Linked DNA regions of Mus musculus: all the other regions are linked to region 3. Evidence: chromatin contacts called from public HiCAR-type and promoter capture Hi-C data. All regions are on one chromosome and are shown on one strand. Each heading gives the region's core, a stretch centred on a gene start, on an enhancer-like site or on the middle of the called end of the contact. The rest is flanking DNA. Distances are from core to core; before and after follow the strand shown. Region 1 holds the start of Ubxn4 (UBX domain protein 4). Region 2 holds the start of Lypd1 (Ly6/Plaur domain containing 1). Region 3 holds the start of Mgat5 (mannoside acetylglucosaminyltransferase 5).

Evidence for each region. HiCAR-type assays count read pairs that join an accessible place to other places. Capture Hi-C pulls out chosen DNA fragments and counts their contacts.
Region 1: a promoter capture Hi-C map of adipose tissue shows a contact between it and region 3, with 2.7 times the contacts expected there. The contact joins the promoter of Ubxn4 here to the promoter of Mgat5 in region 3. A contact is called at or near these places in 2 of 39 promoter capture datasets (liver and pre-B cells), 3 of 484 Hi-C or Micro-C datasets (all in CD4 T cells), 1 of 115 datasets of contacts at active chromatin or transcription factors (double positive thymocytes) and 2 of 9 other capture datasets (adipose tissue and liver).
Region 2: a contact with region 3 is called in a HiCAR-type map of astrocytes, with 4 times the contacts expected there. The contact joins the promoter of Lypd1 here to the promoter of Mgat5 in region 3. A contact is called at or near these places in 1 of 39 promoter capture datasets (cranial neural crest) and 1 of 115 datasets of contacts at active chromatin or transcription factors (astrocytes).

What each region holds. Positions count from the first base shown.
Region 1 is chr1:128,242,873-128,245,771 of GRCm38.p6, forward strand. It overlaps Ubxn4 (UBX domain protein 4), which reads left to right and starts at 1,265. Exons shown (of 13, transcript NM_026390.3): 1 at 1,265-1,680. The coding sequence starts at 1,599. Gm41949 (a long non-coding RNA gene) reads left to right here and starts at 1,687. Exons shown (of 2, transcript XR_878509.3): 1 at 1,687-1,770; 2 at 1,891-2,899.
Region 2 is chr1:125,910,891-125,913,701 of GRCm38.p6, forward strand. It overlaps Lypd1 (Ly6/Plaur domain containing 1), which reads right to left and starts at 1,324. Exons shown (of 3, transcript NM_145100.4): 1 at 949-1,324. The coding sequence starts at 1,000. It overlaps Nckap5 (NCK-associated protein 5), which reads right to left. Exons shown (of 17, transcript NM_001081756.1): 17 at 2,746-2,811.
Region 3 is chr1:127,203,675-127,206,375 of GRCm38.p6, forward strand. It overlaps Mgat5 (mannoside acetylglucosaminyltransferase 5), which reads left to right and starts at 1,312. Exons shown (of 18, transcript NM_145128.3): 1 at 1,312-1,753.

The DNA.
Region 1 (2,899 bases), core at 15-2,514, 1.0 Mb after region 3:
TAAAGGCAGGTTTTTGGGAAACCGCTCTCGGTCGGCGAGTTCACTGGCCCCAAGGATCAAGGCCAAGGAAGTTGCCACCAGGGAGAGGGGAGCAGCTAGTGGAGGAAGATATATAGTAAGAGAGAAGGGGGGGGAGTGGGAATGGGCAAGGAGAGAGAGAGAGAGAGAGAGAGAGAGAGAGAGAGAGAGATCTGGACTGGGAAGTTCAAAGTTGGAGGCAGGGTATGGACTGAGGGATGCTGGGAGAACCTGGAGGCCAGGTCTGCTTTGGTGTGGAAAATATGCACCTCAGTCCCTTGTCCCCAAGTCCGAAACCAAACACTAGAAACTTGTGCAAATGTTTTTTCTTCCATTTTGATTTCGTATGCATCCATAAACCTTACATAGTTATTAATTTATTTTCTTACTGGCCTATACACAAGTTGATTCTACTCCATTTAGACTTTCTTTACTCTATCACTCAAGGAAACAACAGAAATATTTTCTTTACATGATATTCATACAAGTTAAGTACAGCCAGCCAAGATGGTACACGCTGGATGGTACAGGTAGGAGGATTGTCTTCACAGAATTAAAAATAAATAAGTTTTTTCAATAGCATAGCATAGTGGCTGAAGGTTTTACAATGTGATCCAGTTAGTAAATGCACATTATAGCCAAAAGCCAGCATTCTGCCACTTCGCTTACCCTTCAGATAAGGGGCCTATGTGGTACTGCGGGGTGGGAGGCGGGCGAGGAGGAACACTGTTGTACCTCTAGCCGGTCTTTTTCTTTTGTTTGTTTGGGGTTTTTGGTAAGTTGGTTGGTTGGTTTTTGTTTGTTTGTTTGTTTGTTTGTTATTCAGGGTCTCTGTACAAATCCTGACAGTCCGCGGAACTCACCTTGTAGACTAAGCTGTCCATCTCATACAGGCAGGCAGGCCTCTGCTTTCGGATTGCTGGGATTAAATGCGTGGTTTGCCACGCCCCTCTGAATCCCATCTTTTTCACAGGGTCAAATTAAATAAAAACCAAAGGCTTCGGGTCAAGCCCCGTAAAGCTTGTTTATTTGTGGAGCAGATTGCTTGCAGAAGTCAGAGGGTGACAGCAACTCGATACCTAGCATTTACTCTTACAGCGTTGATGTGCTCACTATGCTCACTCTCGCCATGCTTTGAGCCCACAGTTTACCTTTCCGCAAATTAACAAGCCTCGGAAGACTACAATTCCCAGGAAGCCTCACTGCAGGCGACGTCAACGTGCCGTAGCGGTTAGTCATCCTTCCTGATACTTCCTTCCACTTCCTGGAGTCGGAACCCGAGGCTTCGCGGGGGCGCGCACTTACGGACTTACCTAGCCGACCAGGCACCGGGGCGCGCGACCCCTGACGAGGAGTGTCGTCGTCACGTGACACAGGGGCGTACTTTTCTTGCCAAGCGCGCTCCGGTGCGCGTCCCCAGGGGGTGGCTGTCGGGCGTACGGGCTGGCTGGGTCCTCAGACCGGGGCCCGGATTAGCCGGTGGTTGCCGGGGCCACGAGGCCAAAGAACCAGGAGGGCGGGGTCGGCTGTGGCACCGCGGCGACGACACACCGAGCGAGCGCCTGGGCCTGAAGGGGACGATGCTGTGGTTCCAGGGCGCCATCCCGGCGGCCATCGCGTCTGCTAAGAGGAGCGGCGCGGTCTTCGTGGTGTTCGTGGCAGGTGACTGGGGAGAGGGCCCGAGAACGGTGGCGCTTTGATCTTGTTCTGGATTCTCGTTAGCGTCGAGTGAGCTAGGCAGGAGGAGCTAAGGTGGGCCGGGCTCAGACAGCCTAAGACCCTGTCGCCCAGTCCACTCGGTCTCTTCGGGGCCGCTCGTCTCCTGTCCGGGCCAGTACAGCTTTTTTTTTTTTTTTTTTTTTTTTTTATAAGGCTCCAGGCTTGCTCCGCTGCGGGGCCGACCCAGACGCCAAGCCTCTCCAGGCCGCGGGCGGGCCCAGTGCCACTTGGTGCTTCTGGGGTCTGTTGGGGACTCCGGCGTGACCTGTCTGCATCTGTGTGGGAAGCGCGTCCAGGCCCTGTCCCCAATCACTGAACCCTGCGAGGAGTCGCGCCCTGCAGGCCTTGGCAATCGGGTTGTCGCAGGCAGACCCCCCCCCCCAAGACCCCCAGCCCTGGTGTTCCCCTTCTTGGTCCTCTGGGATCTCCTCTTCTGGCAGCTTGGACCTTTTAATTCTTGGTGTGCGGGTGTGGTTGGGACAGGCCACTAGGCAGACAACTGGGTCTAGAAAGTTGTGAGCTGTCAAGAAAGCTGTGTCATCGGTAAGCCACAAAGAAACCACCTGATGTCTTAGAATGTTCCCGAAACATAAACTTGAGCTCACAGATGGTACTCTTTTATCATAGTACTCAGAGGGAACTGAGGTGCAATAATTACTTTATTACAAGTTGACCTTTTTTTTTTTTAACTTTTAACATAGTTTTTAAAGTACATACTCAGTCCTGATTCTTCCTCTCTTCTAACCTAAAATGTAGTTTTCCAGACATGTGCCAACTCATTTACCCCATATTGCTCTAAATCAGTTGGTTCCATAGCCTCCTGTTTTATTGCTGAAGTCTTGTATATCCGCAGTCAACCATCTGCTTCTATAGTTTTGTACATTCTTGATACATGGACCAGTTTGTGTGACAACTATTAATCTGAAGTGACAACTATTAATTTCTTCAGTCACTTGTGTTCAGTAACAGTTACTCATAATTGACCCATGGCTTTTAAGAGTTCTGTAACTTTGTTCATCTCTGTGGGAAAAAAAAAAAAACTGACATGTGAATTTGAGCATTTTAAATTTTAAATGTCTGTTTTGTTATGCTAACTTTTCAACTTGATGCTTGCTGTTAATTAGAAAAGCATAAATTACTTAGGCTATATTGAATTATACTT
Region 2 (2,811 bases), core at 74-2,573, 1.3 Mb before region 3:
ATTGGCTACAAATTGGTTAATTACTATTTTGGCACCGTTCATAATTGCATTGGCTGACGCGTTTTCGGTTTTATTTATTTAATCTTTTAAGTCAGCGTTCATGGGCTGAGGCTCTGATGCTTCCTGGAGACCACCCTGCAACCTGGGGGGGGGGGGAGGTGCTGGATGCTAAGTATCCCTGCTCAGTCCTCCAGCTCAGGCTCCCTTCTTGTGATCAGCGACAGGGGCAGCTGCTGCTGAGGGTTGGAGAGGATGTAATGAGAGAGTGCCTGCGTTGGATGTGCGCGTCTGCTTAGGGACCACCACAATGCAGCCCTTTTAGACCTGTCTTGTGACCCCTTTTTTTGAAAAACATGGCTGTTGGAAAAAAATTCTGATAGCTTAGAGTCCGCGATCAGGAGCAGTTACTTACCATATTTTCCTGGTTGCTCTCCTCTGATCTGGGAGCTTCTCTTTGGGCCGCATGCCCCTTCCTAACACCCTACCGATCGCAGGAAGAGCACAGCTAGCTCACTCAGTCCGGAAGGGCTGCTCCCCCGCCCCCAGCAGAGGATTGTCCGGCGAGTCGCTCACCTGTCAGCGTCGCCGCTCCCTTGGGTGGCCACAAACACTGGGTAACTTGACTAGGTTGGAGGCTTGTCGCTCCTTTTCCTGTCTCGCCCAACTCAAGGACCCTCCCCAATCCCAGCTCTGTATCCCCGACTGTGTACCCCACGCAGCTGCAGCCAAGAGTCGCGCCAATCTGCCGCTCTCGGCTCTCCTGCAGCGCGGGACTTGGAGAGCGTCCCAGTCTAGCGCCTTTGGTCTCAGTTTCCAGCACCAAACTCCCGCTGGGTAGCCCCAGCGCAGCGCGGACCACAGCTGGGCGCACTGGGGCTGAGAGCAGGGACGCTTGGCGAGATAGCAGGAGCGTGTCTGGCCAGGCAGCTGGCCTCTTCATCTTCTTACCTGGAAGCCAGAACAATCCGCAAAAAGTTGCTGCGATGCCGAGAACCCACATCCTCCCGGATCGGCAGGGCCGGGAGCGGGCAAGAGCATCAGAGACCACGACCGCAGCGGAGGCTGTTCTGGCCGCGGCGACAGTAGCTGCCGAGGCTGCCGAGGCTCGCGCTGCTGCCGCCCAAGCGACGGCTGCCACCGAGAGGAGCCGCAGGTGTCGCCCGCGGCGCCCGCATCGCCCGCGCCGGGGGCTCCCAGAGGCTGGTCCCAGGCTCCTTGGATTCGCGCTCCCTGGGGCGGAGCGCAGCGCCTCCGGAGGAGTTGGCTGCTGAGGCTTGAAGAACTACTGGCGATCCGGAGCACCCAAAAAAGTCTCGCCTCTTCTGCCCCCACCCCTCCCACTCCGGGTACCACGTGACGGCTGCTGAGTTGTGGTGGGGGTGGAGGGCGGGGAAGGCTGGGACTGTCTCTCTACTGTCCCCACCCCTTTCTGCCACCCTTTTAGCCTACCTCCTCTAGTTCCTTGGAAAGGAGCGCCTGCTGGGTTCGGGAGTAGTGTTGACAGAGGTTAGGAATAAGGAGGTGACTAGGGCGCAGCAGGTGCCATCAGGACCTGTCCTATGCGAACTCGGAGACCCGAGTGCTAGGCTGCGGTACCCTTCCCTTCCAGGTGTTATGTTCCCTTTCGGTGCTAACAGTACCCTTGCAATTGGGTCTCGCCCACCCAGCCCGGCGTCTTCTATCACTCGCTGCCCCCTGGCCCTCTGGGTGACTGCCCTGGATAAAGCGAAGGGCTGTTTCTGAGCACCTGGCAAAGTTGCGGAGCAGCGAGTTCCCTGGGGTGTCCGACGCAGCCGCGCCTCTTCCTGAGAGAAACCCACCTCACTGGCCACCTGGGTCTTCCAGCAGAATGCCTGCGAGTACGATGGTGACCCTACCGCAGCTAGCTCGCTTAGCCCAACCACCATCTCCTCACCTGCTTGCATGCACCGCAGGGGGATGCATTGACTCAGCCTCGGTCTCCTAGCCCAGAAATAAAGCTACCTGGGGAGTGGACACCCGGATCTGTGCTCTCACTGAAAAGCAAATGGGTCTGACTGCTCCCCCAAGCCACCAGCTATGGGTATACACTCCTTACAGCGCTAAAGCATGGCCAATTGGCCATAGGCTGCCTCCCTCCTCCACTACTCCCCTTTCTGACAATTCTAAGTGACCCACCTTGCGTATTCCCGGGACACCACGGTGTTATTTTGCCTTCCTGGTGGAGCTTTGTGGAAGACTGTGCTGTGCACAGAGCAGGCAGTCGCAGCTCTTGGTGCCCCCGCCCACAACCCCCGCGCATTTCCACCCACCCCCACCCCTGATTTGGGATTTGGGAGATTCGGTGGAAACCCGTGGCTAAGCATCACCCCTCTCCTGTGAGGTCTCCCGAGGGGAAGTGGTCTCTCAGCTGGGATGTGATCATTTATGTCCCTACCCTGCCAGCAGAGCAGGTTTGAAAGAGGCATAAATGACTTTCTTGTAATTCCTTTGCAGAGATCGGTCCATAGCTGCCTCAGGCTCATTCTCCCCCACCCCTCCCCCTCATTTCTAGCTGGTTAACTCCTTGGGGAGACAAGGATGCTTTGCCCATTACTCGCTTGTCTGAAGTGTGGATCTTAACAATTGTTCGAATTACTATTACAGTAGCAAGAGGGTTGGCTTATTTATTCTTTCAGGGAAACCTCTCCACAGAGCAAGCGTGAGACATAATTATAATAATCACGGGACCAACCTCTCCCTGAACAAAGTTCTTTTCTGCTCTTATAGGGTGTAATTGTGATAAGACCTTTATTCCAAAATGAAATGAAACAAAAGAATTTTTTCTAAAGA
Region 3 (2,701 bases), core at 62-2,561:
AGGTGTGTTCTATGAAGGACCTGGGTGTCAAGAGCTCTTACTCACTGGCTGTGTAGCCGAGAGGGCTACTTCACAAAACGCAGAAGAGGAACTAAATTGTTTCTAGTGTTAAAAAAAAAAATCCAAAATTCTATAATCCCCAGGTTTAAAATAATTCTGCCGGGGATGTGGAGGGGGGCAAGTTAGGGTGAAATTAGCCTAAGAACGGAGCTGTGAAACAAGGTTGAAGAAATTCTGCAGGATAAACCCTTCTACTGTAACTGGATATAGCGATGGCTCACAGGAGCAGAACTTCCTGTCATTTACACCCCGGGTAATCCATCAGTCCACCCTCCTTCCATTCCAGACAACACTTAACCAGGATCTATAATGCTCCGTGATGTAAATGCACGGCCAGCTCCCTGGAGGGTGGCCGATTGAATATTGCTTGCTAGTCAGTGTTTCATTGTGGTGCCCTCAGGGCAGGAGATGTGTTTTATTTCTGTTTGAATTTACAAGAGTACGGTGTTAAGCTGTCCAGGCTGCTCATAAAACGCAGACTGAGCAGAGAAAAAGAAGCACATTAGAAAAATTGTGTGCCTACTGTGTACCAGTCACTGCCAAACCCTTTACAAATATTTCATTACATTTTCACAATAATGTCATGGAGCAGCCGTTATTGCCCTCATTAATAGAGCCGCTAAGAGGATCCGGATAAATGACTTGCTCAGGGTCACCAAAGCCAAGGGTGTGATGCTTGTAATTCCTGTACTCAGGAGATGGAGGCAAGAAGATCCAGAGTTCGAGGGTATGCTCTGTTAAAAGCAAGTTCATCGAGGCCAGTCTGGGTTAGGTAAGACTGCACCACCCCCCCCCCCCCCCATCACAAAATAAACAAATACAAATCTGTTCAGTTAAAAAAAAAAAGACACGGGACAGAAATTCCTACTGTTTTTGCCAATCTACTCTATAAAGTATAAAAATGGAGCTCAGGGCGTTTGTTAAAAGTTGGCAAGACCCCCTAAACAGTTGAGCCCGCCATCTCCTCCCCACTGGTTTCACTCCTGAAAGGTCCCTGTCCTGAGGAGGCCCAGAGACCATCACTCTGGAGAATGCACTGTATGTAACAGTAATTGTACCCTGCCCCTGACCTTGCTAGAGTATTATTTACTCAGCTCCCTCGGTCTAGCTCTCTGCCTGTTTCTCCTTGGGCTGCGGAATGGAGCGGCTTCAAGTCCTCCTGTACAGGGTCTAGAGTTTGCAGACGATCCCCGAGAAGCCGAGGCGTTCCGAATTGGCTGAGCGCTCTGCCGGGGTGGGCGGGGAATTTGCGGAACGTCCGTGGCCCGGAATCCCTTTGCCTTGGAGAGCGGCGCGAGCCTAGAAGCTGAGAGAAGTTGGGTAGGTCGATCCGGGAAGGGTAGCAGAAACCTCGAAAAGATCTCCTAACCATTCTGTCCTGATCGTTTGGACTCAGGAGGAACGTCCCTGCTTGCGTCTAGGGGCGGAAGGTGGACGCGCTGCGCACGGCCCCGACAGGGCTGGTAGTTTTCAGACCGTCCCTGCCGAGGCCCGCTCGCCCGGCAGCCCTGCGGCTCCCGCGGTGGCGGCGGCGGCCCCAGGCTCGATCTAGCCCAGGTAGCCGCATCTCAGTCTCAGGGGGCGCTCTGACCCCGCTCCTGGCTGTGCCTGGGACCTCTGTTCCTGGAGCAAGGCTGCTGGAGAGTGAACCCGACTGCTACTGATGGTGCTTCTGCTGCTCCCCTACTAGCAGGTAAGAGCTGCTGCAGGGTCGAGCGATCGATTCAGAAGCTCGCCATCCCCCTTCGGGGAGATGCACGGACTGTGGATCGCGGGGGGACGCGTGGGGGATGTTAGGGGAGATGAGGCAGCCCTTATCCGGCCCAACGCTGACACCGGGGGCTGCGTGGGTGGATGTTCTGGCCGTGTTTGATTTGGGACGGGGGTGGGAACCCCAGAGTACAACCGAGGGACCCGCTTGGAGGGTCCACCACCTGCTCAGAGGCATCCCCTCTCATGGGACCCCGAAGATCTTCTCTAGCCTCTGAGGCTTTTAGGCTTCCAAGGAACTGTCCAGAAGGGGCTCGGGTGGCGTGGGCTGGAGGCGAGAAGCTGAGATTGGCATTTTGGACGCTGGGACCGCGATGAAACCAGAAACCAGGATGCCAGCGTGGGCCGGGCTAGGGTCCTGGGGATCCGAGAGCTCAGCGTGAGATGTGCCTTGAGCCAGTTGGAAGGAAGAATGAAGAGTGGGACCCCAGGTCCCTGGGGAGAAGGGATATAAAGATCCAAAGCTCCAGGCTGAAAGGTCAAGAAGACCCTTCGTAACCTAGAGAGCCTTAGGGACAGCCCGCCCCGGCCGCGATCCTGCCGGCGTGCACCCACGACTGGGAGATGGCAGAGGCTGCGGGATGTAAGGGCGACACCCGCGTACACACTCCCCCAGAGCATGCTCAGTGCGGTCCTGGGAACTTCCTGCCGAGTCGCCAGGCCAGCCTCTTTGGTCCCCTTTGGGGCCGCAGCTCGCTAAATTGGGGGTAGGGGGTGTGCGAGTGGGGAATCTCTGTACCCTCTTGTTCACCCTTTCTCGTCCCTCGGCCTCTGCCTGGCCTGTGACGGGCACCAGGGTTCTGCTTTCCAGAGCCACTCTGGCCTCTGGAGACGGGGGCGTGGATGTCATACCCTTGCTCCCTGAGGGTGG